Linked DNA regions of Mus musculus: regions 1 and 2 are each linked to region 3. The links are chromatin contacts, called in public Micro-C and promoter capture Hi-C maps. All regions are on one chromosome and are shown on one strand. The core of a region is the stretch at or near the end of the contact, and the rest is flanking DNA. Distances in the headings are between cores, read along the strand shown.

The links. Promoter capture Hi-C pulls out the DNA fragments that hold promoters and counts their contacts. A called contact is a pair of places that touch in the nucleus more often than the background predicts.
Region 1: a promoter capture Hi-C map of pre-B cells shows a contact between it and region 3, with 3 times the contacts expected there. The contact joins the promoter of Ddn here to the promoter of Lalba in region 3. A contact is called at or near these places in 2 of 39 promoter capture datasets (pre-B cells and stem cell-derived epiblast-like cells).
Region 2: a contact with region 3 is called in a Micro-C map of B cells, with 3 times the contacts expected there. The contact joins the enhancer-like site here to the promoter of Lalba in region 3. A contact is called at or near these places in 13 of 39 promoter capture datasets (the 3T3-L1 cell line, 3T3-L1-derived adipocytes, the C10 cell line and 9 more), 2 of 484 Hi-C or Micro-C datasets (B cells and nephron progenitors), 1 of 115 datasets of contacts at active chromatin or transcription factors (bone marrow-derived macrophages) and 2 of 9 other capture datasets (adipose tissue and embryonic stem cells).

What each region holds. Positions count from the first base shown.
Region 1 is chr15:98,805,125-98,809,394 of GRCm38.p6, reverse strand. It overlaps Ddn (dendrin), which reads left to right and starts at 1,470. Exons shown (of 2, transcript NM_001013741.1): 1 at 1,470-1,790; 2 at 2,195-4,270. The coding sequence starts at 1,582. The coding sequence ends at 4,118. B130046B21Rik (a long non-coding RNA gene) reads right to left here and starts at 3,080. Exons shown (of 3, transcript XR_003951472.1): 1 at 2,171-3,080; 2 at 1,073-1,159; 3 at 1-526.
Region 2 is chr15:98,073,335-98,077,958 of GRCm38.p6, reverse strand. Senp1 (SUMO1/sentrin specific peptidase 1) reads left to right here. Exons shown (of 18, transcript NM_144851.5): 5 at 1,250-1,409; 6 at 1,979-2,150. Among named protein-coding and RNA genes, the nearest start is that of Gm25668, 5.9 kb to the right of the region's middle. Within about 2 kb of position 3,233, at least 14 of the 459 cell types and tissues checked have an H3K27ac peak or open chromatin away from gene starts, as enhancers often do. A contact at or near this core is called in B cells, where this site is marked.
Region 3 is chr15:98,480,518-98,484,928 of GRCm38.p6, reverse strand. Lalba (lactalbumin, alpha) reads left to right here and starts at 2,246. Exons shown (of 4, transcript NM_010679.1): 1 at 2,246-2,393; 2 at 2,698-2,856; 3 at 3,324-3,399; 4 at 4,180-4,411. The coding sequence starts at 2,258. The coding sequence ends at 4,240.

The DNA.
Region 1 (4,270 bases), core at 221-2,720, 330 kb before region 3:
AGGTCAGGTTCTACTTTGCTGTTTCTCAATGAGTGTGACCTATAACAATTCTTTGGTCCCTGTCCCCTTAAAAAGAAGGCTCTGTATCCAAATGCTCCTTGTACTTCTATGAAAAACCAACTTTTGTCTCTCCCATTTACCCCACCAAGTCTCAGCTCCTGGGAAGCAGCTGAGGAAAATGGGGATAGACACACTTTGCAAGCCCACAGGCTTCTGTTCCTAAAGTCAGGAGCAGCAAATGGTCCCTTCTTCCTCAGGAGCCATTGCCACCCTCTCATCCCGCTCCCTACACTTCTCCCCTCCCCTGAGCTGCTGCTATGGTTGCCAGGCATGGTTGCTAAGTCTCTGCATGGAAGGTTGGCGTGGGCTGTGCTGCCACTAACATTACCATGGTGAATCAGGGGACACCTGGTACAGGCATAGGGGGAGGGATCCCGAGGATGCAAGCAGCAACCCCCCAGAATCGAGTGAGTCCAAAAGGTGAGCTGCACCACACCATGCCAGTCAAGTGAACTAGAGCCCCGACCTAGGAAAGAAAGGCCACTTTTATCTTTTCTGTTGCTAGGGGATTTGGCTGTGCCACAGGAGCACTCTAGTCCATCCCCCTCTGTTAGGGTACAAATGTATTTAAGCACTCTATCTGCACCCCACATAAGGCTTGGAAGAGCTGTGTGGGCACGGAACTGTGTAACCCTAGAATCCTGGCTTCTGGGTTAGGGGAGCTAGCCTGCTGCTCAGGGAAGGCTCTGTGGGTGCCCAAGGACACCCATATTTAGAGTAGGAGTCGTCCTGCTGTTTGGTGGCCAGGATAGATGGAGTTCCGCCTCAGCAGAGAAAGCTGAGGCATACAGGTGCACCTTTCTGAGGTCTTGGGGGAGCAGCTCTCCCCCAGAGTCGCACAAAAGCTTCCTGAAAGCGGCACCTCTTCTCTGTACTGCTTAGGAACTGGTTACTCATCTCAGCTGCACCCGAATGCCACCGACACTAAAAATAGCCCGCTCCCCCCAGCTGTGGGCCAGCCTCTCTTGCACCCCAACCCCATGGAAACCAGCAGCGAGTGGCAGGCAGAGACCTTGAGTTCTGTTCTCACCACTCCCTGTCGGAGAAAGGAGTCTGGGCGAGCAGGCAGGAATAGAGAGAGCACTGGTGGTCAGGCAACCTGACAAGCAGGAAAGCAAAGGGTTAAAACTTCGGGAAGGATGAAGAAATGGGGGCTGGAGGAGAGGGCACCGTAAGCTTGGCAAGAATCAGAAGTCTCTCCCCGCCCACTCGCAGGTCCCATTAGGCTTGGGGGACCTGAGCAGTGAGTGGGAAGGGGCGTCCAATCCCAGGCCCCAGGGGGCGGCCGTGCACATGGGGGAGGAAGCAGCGCGGAGCCGTCCACGGCGGCGTGTCACATGCGCGCGCGCTCGCGCGCTAGCACACACTCACACACGCACAGACAGGCACACACGTGTGCCCGGGTATATATAGTTGCCAGTCCCTGGGCCTGCCGCTCTGCAGTGGGCGCCGGCTCCCTGGGTTGGGAGGGGGCTCACGGGGCGGGTGGGAGGGTGGGGGGCCGGGGTGGGGTGGGGCAGGATGCTGGATGGCCCGTTATTCTCCGAGGGGCCCGACAGCCCCCGGGAGCTCCAGGATGAGGAGTCCGGCAGCTGCCTCTGGGTGCAGAAGTCCAAGCTGTTGGTGATTGAAGTGAAGACTATTTCCTGTCATTATAGTCGTCGCGCTCCTTCTCGACAGTCCATGGACATCCAGGCCAGCTACTGGGCCCGTGGGCCCCAGAGCCGCACGTGAGTGAAGGAGGGGTGAGGGGCAGCAAGTGGTGGGGCGGGAAGTGGGGTCCAGACCTCCCCGCTGGCACCAGCAATTGCTGCTGTTCCCTTCTCTTTCCCGCGCCTCCCTCCCCCCACTCGTCGAGGACTGGGGCCTGAATCATTGAGCGCTGTTTAGGGGGACAGGAGTACTAGTGGCAGGCGGTGAGATGGGGGCAGTCGCTGTTAAAGTGTGCATGGAGAGATGGCGAGGAGTCTCATTTCGACTTTAGCCCTAACATATACGCACGTGCACTCGCTCAGACACTCACACGAACCCTCCCACATGGCTGCCCCAAGTGGTCTCCAGTGCTCCCAGCTCCCCGGACCTCGGCTCTCTGTCCCCGCAAACTGCTCACCTGGGTTCCTGCTCATTGTCCCAGGTGTAGGCTGCGCCCGGGATCCCCTGAGCCGCCACCCCGCCGACCCTGGGCCTCCAGGGTGCTGCAGGAGGCAACCAACTGGCGGGCGGGCCCCCCCGCCGAGGTCCGAGCCCGGGAACAAGAGAAAAGAAAGGCGGCGTCGCAGGAGCGGGAGGCCAAGGAGACCGAGAGAAAAAGGCGCAAGGCTGGCGGGGCCCGACGGAGTCCCCTAGGTCAGCCCCGCCCAGAGCCCCGGAACGCCCTTCGGGCAGCCCAACCTACAGGGTTTCCAGTTTTCTCCAGACCAGAGCGCTTCGGGCAGGTGGGGCGAGCGCCCCGACCATCCGTGCTCCCGCAGGGTGACCCAGGGGTTGCATGGGCGGGGCCATGGGGAGGCAGAAGGCCAGGGCCCCCTAGCTACGAGGCTCACCTGCTGTTGAGAGGCTCTGCAGGCACAGCCCCAAGGCGCCGCTGGGACCGGCCGCCACCCTATGTGGCTCCACCTTCTTATGAAGGTCCCCACAGGACCCTGGGGACTAAGCGAGGCCCGGAGCTCTCCCGGGCGCCCACCTCATCAGCCCCAGTTCCAGCCACCACCAGGACAGAGGGAGGGCGCACGAAGAAGAGGCTGGATCCTCGAATCTACCGGGATGTTCTAGGAGCTTGGGGTCTCAGACAGGGACGGGGACTCTTAGGAGGTGCTCCAGGCTGTACAGCAGCCAGAGCTAGGCCAGAGTCTTGCAAAGGGGCTATAGAGAAAAGCTCAGGCCTAGTTGCTGCTGGCCTGAACAGTGCTGGCGATAGTCATTCCCAAGGCAAAACGACTGGCGGTCCAGGCACGGACGCAGCTCTCTCTAGGTCCGCGATCAGCAGCCCACCTCGTCCTGTTCCCAGGTCCAGGCAGCACCTCAGGGGGTCAAGGAAAGGGAAAGAAGGAAGTGAGCAGATATGGCTTCCCACGTGTTGGCTTGCCTCCCCTAAAAAGCCTCCAGTTAGGCACAGCCAGACGCTCCCTAGACCCTGGGCTCCTGGAGGCACCGGGTGGAAAGAGTCCCTGGGTCAAAGAGAGGGGGCAGAACATGAGACCCTGGAAGTTTGGAAGGTGACCCGCCGTGCCCACACCCTGCCCCGCATTTCCCGAGGTCCCGCTGGTAGAGAAGGCATCTTTGTCATTGACGCCACATGCGTGGTGATAAAGTCCCAGTACGTTCCGACCCCTCGAACCCAGCAGGGTCAGCTCGTGCCCTCTGGGGAGTCGTGCAGTGTGAGCGACAGCCTTAGTCAACCCAAGCCCTGTCACGAGGAGGAGGGCGAGGGGGCCGCTGCCAACCCTTCAGTTTGCCAAAAGCGACTGTTGAGCAGTCGAGTCTTAAACCAACCGAGCGAGGGTCGCGAGTGCGAGGCCGAGGTCGGACAGCAGGGGGATTCTTCATTGGAGGAGCGCTCCTCCAGCGGTTTGGGGTTCCCTGTCGGAGAAGTGAACCCGCGAGACGCCCCCACGCAGCCAGGTAGCCAAGAGCACCCGACCTTAGGCCCAGCGGCTCCGGTATGCGCCGGCAGCTTGAAGGGCTCAGAAGCGGCTGGTGTCCCGCGGCGCGCGGGCGGGGGCTGGGCGCGGACTCCAGGGCCCTACGCCGGGGCGTTGCGAGAAGCCGTGTCCCGCATCCGCCGCCACACCGCCCCAGATTCGGACTCAGACGAAGCGGAGGATCTCAGCGTCCATAGCGGCTCCTCTGATGGAAGCGACACAGACGCCCCAGGCGCCTCCTGGCGGAATGAGAGGACCCTGCCTGCGCTTGGGAACACCCGGCCCAGGGAAGGCGGGAAGACAGCAGGGCTGAGCGACAGTATCCGGGAGATTGTGGATGTCATCAGTCAAACCGAGGAAGGCTTCATCCGAGAGGACACCAGGAAAACGCCACAGGGAAATAGAGAGAGGGAGTGAGCGATGCCCCTCTTTGTTCTCGTGTCGCTCAGCCCATCCACCCTGGGCTCACCTGCTCCTTCTCTCTCTCCAGGCTTCGTTTGCTTCCTTTTCTTCTTTCCCACCTATACCTGTTCCCACACTTGAAACAGAGGAGAGAGGAGGAACCAGGG
Region 2 (4,624 bases), core at 1,984-4,483, 410 kb after region 3:
GGAAGAAAGTTCTAATTCATTTTGAAAATGAATTTACTGACTCTGTCAGCCTAGTTACTGCGCTGACTAGTGAATCATTTGACTCTAGCCGTGCTGTGGGTTGCTTCTTCTCCCCCTTATGTTTACCCCAAATCTGTTTCATGCTTTGCTTAAGGAGCCTTCTTTTTGAAGGGTGTTTTATTTGGATAGAGTACTAAAAGACAAGTGTATGCATGCATATGTGTGTGCGTGTGTTGAGACAATCATACTGCAGCCAAAGCTGGCCTTAAACTTGTGATTGTCCTGCCTCAGCTTCTCAAGTCCTGGGATTACAGGTGTGTATCACCATACCCATGCTAAGTACTTTCATAACACGAATGCATACTGTTGTGCAAAGTCCTGTGTTAATGTTCTTTGAAAGGAGAGCTTCAGAATATTGTTAGTTAAGACAAGTTCTGGGAATAGAGAGTTACCACTTTTACTTAGTCCACTGACGTGCCAAGGAGTTTGATAGCCTAATGTCGGAAGTTATTTTGTGGGAGCTGGTTTAACATATCTGGTCCTCCTGATAGAGAAAGGAAGGCATAGAAGTTACTCTACTCCTAGCTGTCATTCCAGTTTAGAATCTAGAGTTCATAAAGTTAAAATAATAAATGATCCTCAGTCTGACTATAGTAGCAACCACTGGATTATTGATGATCTATGTTACGATTGTGGCTTTAAGAAACTGAAGGTTGTACTAGAACCAGAGGTCTACAGTGGGTCGTTCCTGCCATAAGCCAGCCGGTGTGAGCAGCAGTTTGAGAGATTCTCTAATGCTAATTACAAGGAGGGAGTGACACCAGCGGCTTGTTAAGCGATAACTGTTGTTCATTTGAATTACAATCTCCTTGGCCCTCCACTTGCTTTCTCACTGGTCTGGCCTACCTTCTTTCAGGCCCAGGCCTGGGAGTGCTTGCAAGATATAGTTGGGGTAAAATGTTGACTTTTGGTGGACACCACGGAGTCACATTGATGCAGATAAGGCACATGGCTGTGGCAGGCTTCAGCTCCTTCATCAATTTTCAGGTTAGTATGGCTGAATCGATTATAGTTTGTAGACGTTCCCTTACTGCAGATTTATTGGCAGTTGAGACTGGGATCTTTTCCATGAGAGGCATGGTGATATGCTACGTTACTTTGGAATGCAATGATGGAACATGGTTGCAATCATAAAGAGGCCTAGATCTAGTTATTTGTTCAACTTACTGAAACTTTCATTTTCTTTTAGATAACCCTTCCTCAGACAGTTTCCTTGGCTCAGGTGACGTAAGAACCTTTGGTCAAAGTGCAAATGGACAATGGAGAAATTCCACTCCAGCGTCAGGCTCAGCGCCACAAAAACCAAGAAATAGCCGAAGTCTTTGCCTCGAAACCCGGAAGACCTCAAGGTTAGGTTTGGTCTACCTACTTCTCAAACCCTTCCTCAGGTACTGGGGAACGGCTACAACATAGGTGCTACATTAGAATTCTCAATGAGAACCATTTCAGGGCTTTAAGCCATCGCAAAATTTGCAAATCCATTTCCTTTGGGCTGAATTGAGTGATAGCAACCCCCATGAACTGCCAACAACCCACTCTGCCCCTCAGGGCCCTAGCATTTATATACCCTATGGAGACTTCCCAGGATTCCACACATCACACAATTGCAGAAACCATCTGCAGCTGGCAAAACCATGCCTCTGCTAGAGCACGAGGCAAACCATGGTCAGCTGCTGCGAAGCAGCCCCGGATCCCACACCTGAGGTTTAAAACGAAAGCACTTTCTTCTATTTCTGTGGTTTTTAAAGAAACTGAAATTGCAGAAATGTCACTACACTTGTGGACACTGGGAGTTGAACCCAGGTCCCTGGAAGAGCAGCCAGTGCCCCTCACCACTAGCCACCTCTCCAGCCCTGCTTTTGTTATTTCTGAGAAGTAAAAGTCATCACTGTAACTTTCCTTACACACTTCTTTTCAGTGGATTATCAAACACCTTTGTGGGCAAGTCCAATCACCACTGCCACATGTCTGCGTATGAAAAGTCATTTCCCATTAAGCCTGCCCCAAGTCCATCCTGGAGTGGGTCATGTCGTCGGAGTCTTTTAAGCCCTAAGAAAACTCAGAGGCGACATTTCAGCACAGCAGAAGAGGTAAGGAAAAGCTGCAGCCAGAGACGCCAAGGAGACGGCCTGTCACGCTCTCCGCTGCGTGCTCCTAAACCATTGTACTTACCTAGTCCGCTCTGGTCTCCCCATCGTGACTCTTTATAAAGTTTTGTTCTAAGTTCCCAAGGACTGGGAAAACATTCTTTTTCCTACTGCTTTCTGCTCCTGCTGTCTCACCACCTGCTGAACCGTTCTTGTCTTCAGTAAAGCCATGAGCTTCACTCAGCAGGTTTTGTTTTAATAAATTTGATTTGTTAGAATATCTCTTACTAGCTACAGTTTTCATCAATTATAAAAACAAACTATACAATAAAAAGAAATTATTTTTAGAAAGCCAGCGAGGGGCTATGGAAATAGTTTGGTCAGTGAAGTGCTTTCCATCAAAGACAGGGCTGTAGGCCAGTTCCCAGCATCCACATCCAAAGCTAGGCAAGGTGCTTTCTGCTCAGAATCCCCGCGCTTGGGAGGCAGAGACCGCCAGGTGTCAGGCGGGGCGGGGCCTTCGCGGCTCACTGGTCCAGTCTCCCTGGGGACTTTCAGGCCAGTGAGGCCCTGTTTCAAAAAGAGCTTCTCAAGGGACAGCACCCACGGCTCCACACGTGTGTTTGCACGTTTACACATGCACGTGCAGATTGGTTTTGTGAGTGAGTTAAGTGTGCTTGCTTTTCCTTAGGAGTAGGATCGTAGAGGTCATGGACGTTCTCAGAGGAGGCTGTTGTGCTGCCGCTTGACTTGCTCTTTTCTCTCCGTAACCGACAGGATGAGACTGAGATAGTGGACAGTTGGCACAGCAGGAAGCGTGCATCTGTTCAGTTGCATCTTAACTCGGTATCTTGGTAATTGTAGCTGTTTGCTGTAGAGATTGTGTTTTAATGTGCTCTTTCTATTAGTATATTAAATAATTGAATAATTCTTTTGACCTCGTACAATAGGTAAAGGTGAGTTTATATTCATACCTTACAAATGAGAGAAGAAAGTCACCTGGCTAGTAAATGGTACAGCAGGTCTATTAATATTGCAGAAGTCAGTCCCATGAGGTTATTAATAGACTTACCCTGTGTGTGATGAGCCTGGGTGTAGCTGCAGGAGCATAAGAACACTGTAACAGTCATCACGCCAGTGTTCACCCTCAGAACACCTCCTCATCGCAGGGAGCGTCGCTCGTTTTAGAAGCTGCACACCATTAATCGTCCCAAACACTCCCTCGTTGACCAAGCTGCTTGAAACCAAAGTTAACCTTTTTTAAGTATTCTTCCTATGTGATAGTTTCTGTTCTATATTAGTATGTTTTCACTGTACATAAGAATGAGATTCACTGTAACATTTTTATACATGCGTATAAGTATATGATCATACAAGCTCCTAGTGACCCTCTCTTGCCTGGGTCCTTTTCCTCTGTCAAATTAGCCTGTTGTCCTTTCCTTCCCTTTCCTTTCCCTTCCTTTTTTTTTTTTTTTTTTTTTTGTTTTTTGTTCCTTTTTTTTTTGTTTTTTTTTTTTTTTTTTAGACAAGGCCCCACTGTGTACCCTGGCCTGCCTTACCACTGTGTAGCCCAGAATGCGCTTTATTTGTAGCAGTCCTCCTGTCTCAGACCACAAAGTAGTGGGACTGCAGGCATAAACCACCATACCCACCCCTACTCCATATCTAAAGTCTACATGTGAGATAAAAGATGATATTTGTATTTCTGAATCTGCTTTATTTCCCATGATGATCTCCAGTTCTGTTCATTTTTCTGCAAGCAGCTGATCACAAGTTATAGTTGAATAACAAGTCCTGTGTGTGTCTATGTATCCGTATATCATATTTTCTTTATCTGTTACTCTATTCATGGAAACTAGGTGGATGTGTTAACTTGGCTATTATGAGTTTTGCTGCTATGAGCATGGTAATGCAGATTCCTTTCTTTAAATGTCTTATTTTATTTTTATTTCATGCCTACAAGTAGTCTACTTGCACTATGTGCAAGCCTGGTGCCTGAGGAGTCCAGGAAAGGGAATCTTAATTCCCTGGAGCTAGAGTTACAGATGGTTATGAGCCACCATGTGGGTGCTGGGAATTGAACCCAAGTTCTCTGGAAGAGCAGATAGTGTTCCTAACCACTGAGTCATCTCCCCAGCCCTAAATTTCATTGTGTGCTGATTGTCGTCCCCCCTCCCCCCCCCCACACACACACTTGGTATATACCCAGAGGTAATATAACAGAATCATATATTATTTCTATTTTTAGTTTTGTTGAGAAATCCCCAGTAGGAATTCCCTCTAACAGCACATAAAGGGTCTTTTCCCGCCCCATTCTCACTGCTCTTGTTTGTTTTCTGATGATGTGCTTCTACTGGAGTGAGACGGAATCTCAGAGCAGTTTTGATTTGCATTTCTCTGATGGTTAAACATTTTATGTATTTATTATTGTTCTTTTGAAAACTCATCAGTTCATTTGCCCGGTTTATAATTGGATC
Region 3 (4,411 bases), core at 997-3,496:
GACATCTGGTTTTAACACTAACTTTTCCTGATAGAATGAACAGATGTTTCTGGGATATCTTTGAAGGAATCCAGAAAAGTGTGTGGTAAAGACCTTTTGGCCATTTGATGTGGACCTCAGCCTCTCTGTGAAGGATCTTCAGTACCACCCTCCCCACCTCCCCCATTCCCGGAAAAGGGAACCAGACAGGAAGCTTCAGCGTTCGCCACACTTCCGCCTTCCCATTTCTTCCTCTTTCAAAGCCGTGTTTATTGTCTGTTGTTCCAGCTCCAGGAACTGACATCTTCCTCTGAACGTTTGCAGCTGTCCCCATTAGCTCTCTGTCCTCAGGTGGCCCCACTCTTAAAAACAAACGGTTCCTCTCGCCTGGGGCACACTTGATTCCTTTTCTGGACTTAGCTGTAGTTCCTGGACCTTATACTGCTTTTTATTGCTTATAGGGAAGGGCAGAGATACGATCATATTACGGGCAAGCAGGTGTGCCTGGAAGTGCGGGAAATGCCTGTGGTCCAAGACTGTGGGTCTCCATTTCCCTCCATCACAGATACTCATTCCACAGCCCAGGGCCAGAGGCAGTTTATACAGATAGCACCATTGGGAAGACTCCATCAGACCTAACTCTTCTCATGCAGTCCTCTCCTGTGTGGTCCATGGTCATCTTTCCATCCCCACTGAGTCCCCATGGGACTTGCTCAGTGTGACAGAATTCCCGTTCTTGTCCCATACCCTCCCAGTCCTTCCGGGTAGAACACAGGAGACCCGCAGAGTCAGCATGCTTGCAGTGTTTCTGAGCATGCGTCTCTTTCCATTCAGGGGTTTCTGTTCATCCATCTTGGGTTTCACATCCTCCACACGAGTTTCAGTCATGCTGTGTTATACACTGGTTACACTGTGTAGAGGGGGATGGGGTTGAACAGAGAAGAGTGTCTCTGTCTCTGAAGATTTACAGATAATAACCAGTTGGAAGACTTCCAGTTTATAAGTCTTAGGTGGCTTGGTTAGGATGGAGACCTCGGGAGACGTCAAAAAAAAAAAATCAGGTTCATAAAATGAGCACAGGCAGGAAGGAGGGAAAGGATTATTGATGCCATGAGTGTAGTACTCCATGACAGAAAATTACAGGAATTATTTGAAACTAGTACCTGGCCCTGACTTGCTTAGGGGAGATACCTATTATAGCTTACCCAGGACCCTTTCCTGTCTGTGGCCAACCTTCGCTATCAAGGACCACTTACCCAAGAACAATGTTGCTATGAACAATGTTGCTATGAACAATGTTGCTATTAACAATGTTGCTATGGAATTAGCCTTGGATTGACACAATGTCTTAGTGACACCAAAAAGCATCTAGCTAGTTATGGCAGAGGCGATTGAGGGCAGGGCGCTTGGCAGTTTCTCTCTCTCTCTCTCTCTCTTTCTTTTTATTTTTCTTTTTTTGTTTTTTTGAGACAGGGTTTCTCTTTGTAGCTCTGGCTGTCCTGGAACTCACTCTGTAGACCAGGCTGGCCTCGAACTCAGAAATCTGCCTGCCTCTGCCACCCAAGTGCTGGGATTAAAGGCGTGCGCCACCACTGCCCGGCGCTTGGCAGTTTCTTATAGAACAGCTAGATATTTTTACACAAAACTTTTCACATTATCTATCTCCCTCCATAGGAAGTCTTGGGATCCAAGTAGTAGTTGAGTCTCATGCTAAATGCCACCATGTTCCATCCCTTTTCCCAAGGCTCTCAGTTATGAGTCTCCATATCAAGGGGCTTTCCTGGACTTTGTCCTATGGCTAGGTTGGACAGACAAATATCACCTTTGATCCTAGGATGTGATACATCCCCTTTCCACGTTCTGTATGTGTTTAGGGGTAAGCATGGAGTTGGCTGTAGCCAACTGTGTTTTCCAGTCACCTCCCTTGTATTGTCTCTGAAGCCTCCTTTGTTCCAAAAGTAGGTTAAGGAAATCCTGCTTCCTGGAAGCAGCCCTAAAAGAAATGAAGGTTTACCAGAGCCAAGTGAGAAGCTGGGTCATGTGTGGAATTATGTGGGAAGAAAACAATACTTGGTATTGACTGGATGCAGGAGATGGGGGGAGGGTGGCAGGATGGAGGGAGGCTGGCAGGCTCAGGGTTTCTATTTTGGCATAAGCATCTCTTCATCATTGTCTTCCTAGAGAGAAGGCCCGGTGCCAGGAGGCCAGAGGCCTTCTTCATACATAAAAGCAGATGAAGTGAGCGGTGTCTGCATTACAAGGTCCAGGAGCAGTCAAAATGATGCATTTCGTTCCTTTGTTCCTGGTGTGTATTTTGTCGTTGCCTGCCTTTCAAGCCACAGAGCTTACAAAATGCAAGGTGTCCCATGCCATTAAAGACATAGATGGCTATCAAGGCATCTCTTTGCTTGAATGTGAGTTCATACTACGTCCCTGCTTCCTTCCATTCCCACCTCTCCCTTCTCCTCCTTCTCTGTCTCCTCGTGGTGTGGTCTCGTACCTCTTCTTGTTCTGTCTTGACCTCTTGTATTCAATTACTTCTCCTGCCCTGCCTGTCTCCCATTGTCTGGCCTTTCTCATTTCACCAAGATAATCTGGACTTCACCACTTTTGGAGATTGGTTGGGAAGCCCCCCCCCCCCCCCCCCCGGGAAACCAGTGTTTCAATTATGGTACTCTGAGACATCTCTGAGAAAGTTCTTTCTTCTGTCTCCCTCAGGGGCCTGTGTTTTATTTCATACCAGTGGCTACGACACACAAGCTGTTGTCAACGACAACGGCAGCACAGAGTACGGACTCTTCCAGATCAGTGACAGATTTTGGTGTAAAAGTAGTGAGTTCCCCGAGTCGGAGAACATCTGTGGCATCTCCTGTGACAGTGAGTATCCTCTTTCACCACACTCTTCTGTATCTCTACAGCCTGCCTCCGAGTCCTCCCAGGCAGCCTCCTTGTTGGTACCCAGCATGTCTCAGGTGTGCTGGGTACCATATGACTTGAGATAGCAGTGCTTAGTAAGAACCTGGTCACTGGTCATGATCTCCACATGCCCAGAGAGTCCCCTAAGGTTCAGGGAAGGGTAGTTTGGGACACTTGTGAGTCTTGAAGTCTGATACGCTGTATTTTCAGGGCGTGATGAATCTGATGCTGTCTCGTGAGGTGTCCTAGGGAAGGGAATGGAGTTCCCATGGAGGGGAGGCATTATCAGACTGGCCGTTTCATATAGAAAGTCTCTAGGCCAAACCTTCAACTCAGAACCAGTTCCCCTGACTCTGGGGCCAGAGGAACCAGTCCACTGAGCTGTACTTCTTATTTGTCTTGTTCCTTCCTGCACTCTGTTATAACAGAGTTATTGGATGACGAGTTGGATGATGACATAGCGTGTGCCAAGAAGATCCTGGCTATCAAAGGAATCGACTACTGGTAAGTCGTCGTCTTTGCTCTCTTCTGACCTCCCTCTCCAGACCATTTAATTTTGGATGGAGTCTCCAAAACAAAACTCATCTAGAGTCCCAAAGGTCTACATTTAAAATGCTTCTTCGTGTCATTTTTGTGTGACAACTTCCCCGATATGAAGTTCCATGTTGGAAGACTGATGTCCAGGACTCTCTTCCCCTGGCCAGTTCTCATCCTTAAAGCCCTTGTGGTATTATTCCACATCTTTCCTAGATCTGAACTCTTATTGATTTTATTATTATTATTTTGGCTTGTTGAGAGAGGTTTTTGTGAGTGAGTGTTTGTGTGTGTATGTGTGTGTCTGTGGTATGTGTGTGTAGCCCTGGCTATCCTCGAACTCACTCCGTAGACCAGGCTGGCCTCAAACTCACAGAGATTTGCTTACCTATGCCTTCCGAGTGCTCAGATTAAAGCCATGCTCCACTAGTCCTATTATTATCATTGTTATTGTTGTTGTTATTATTATAGTGAGCCTCATTCCACTTAGAAGCCCATGCCATTTCTTCTCTACAATCTTTCACCTCACCCTGAGGACGAACCTAAATGCAGCTTTATGCTAGTCACTGACAACCATCATTAAGAGGGGAGAAAGTGTGTGTGTGTGCACGTGCGCATGTGAGATAGCTGAGCAAAGTATGATGATATACACGTATGAAAATGTCATAACGGAACAGTTATTTGGCATAGTTAAGTTAAATAGAAAGTTCCAGCCAGCCCATTCATTTTGTCCATTTCTTTTGTGATCAGGAAAGCCTACAAGCCCATGTGCTCTGAGAAGCTTGAACAGTGGCGTTGTGAGAAGCCCTGAGCCCCCCCCCCCCCCCCCCCCGTCCTTGCTGCTCCTGCCCCGTGGTCAGGAATGCCTCTTCCCTAAGGCTACCTCAGCTTGGCTCTTGCTATTCCTGTGAAGATGATCTGCCTCTGAGCCTTGTACCCTGTAGTGACACCACCGGACTCTAGAGGACTTTTTTTTCCCTAT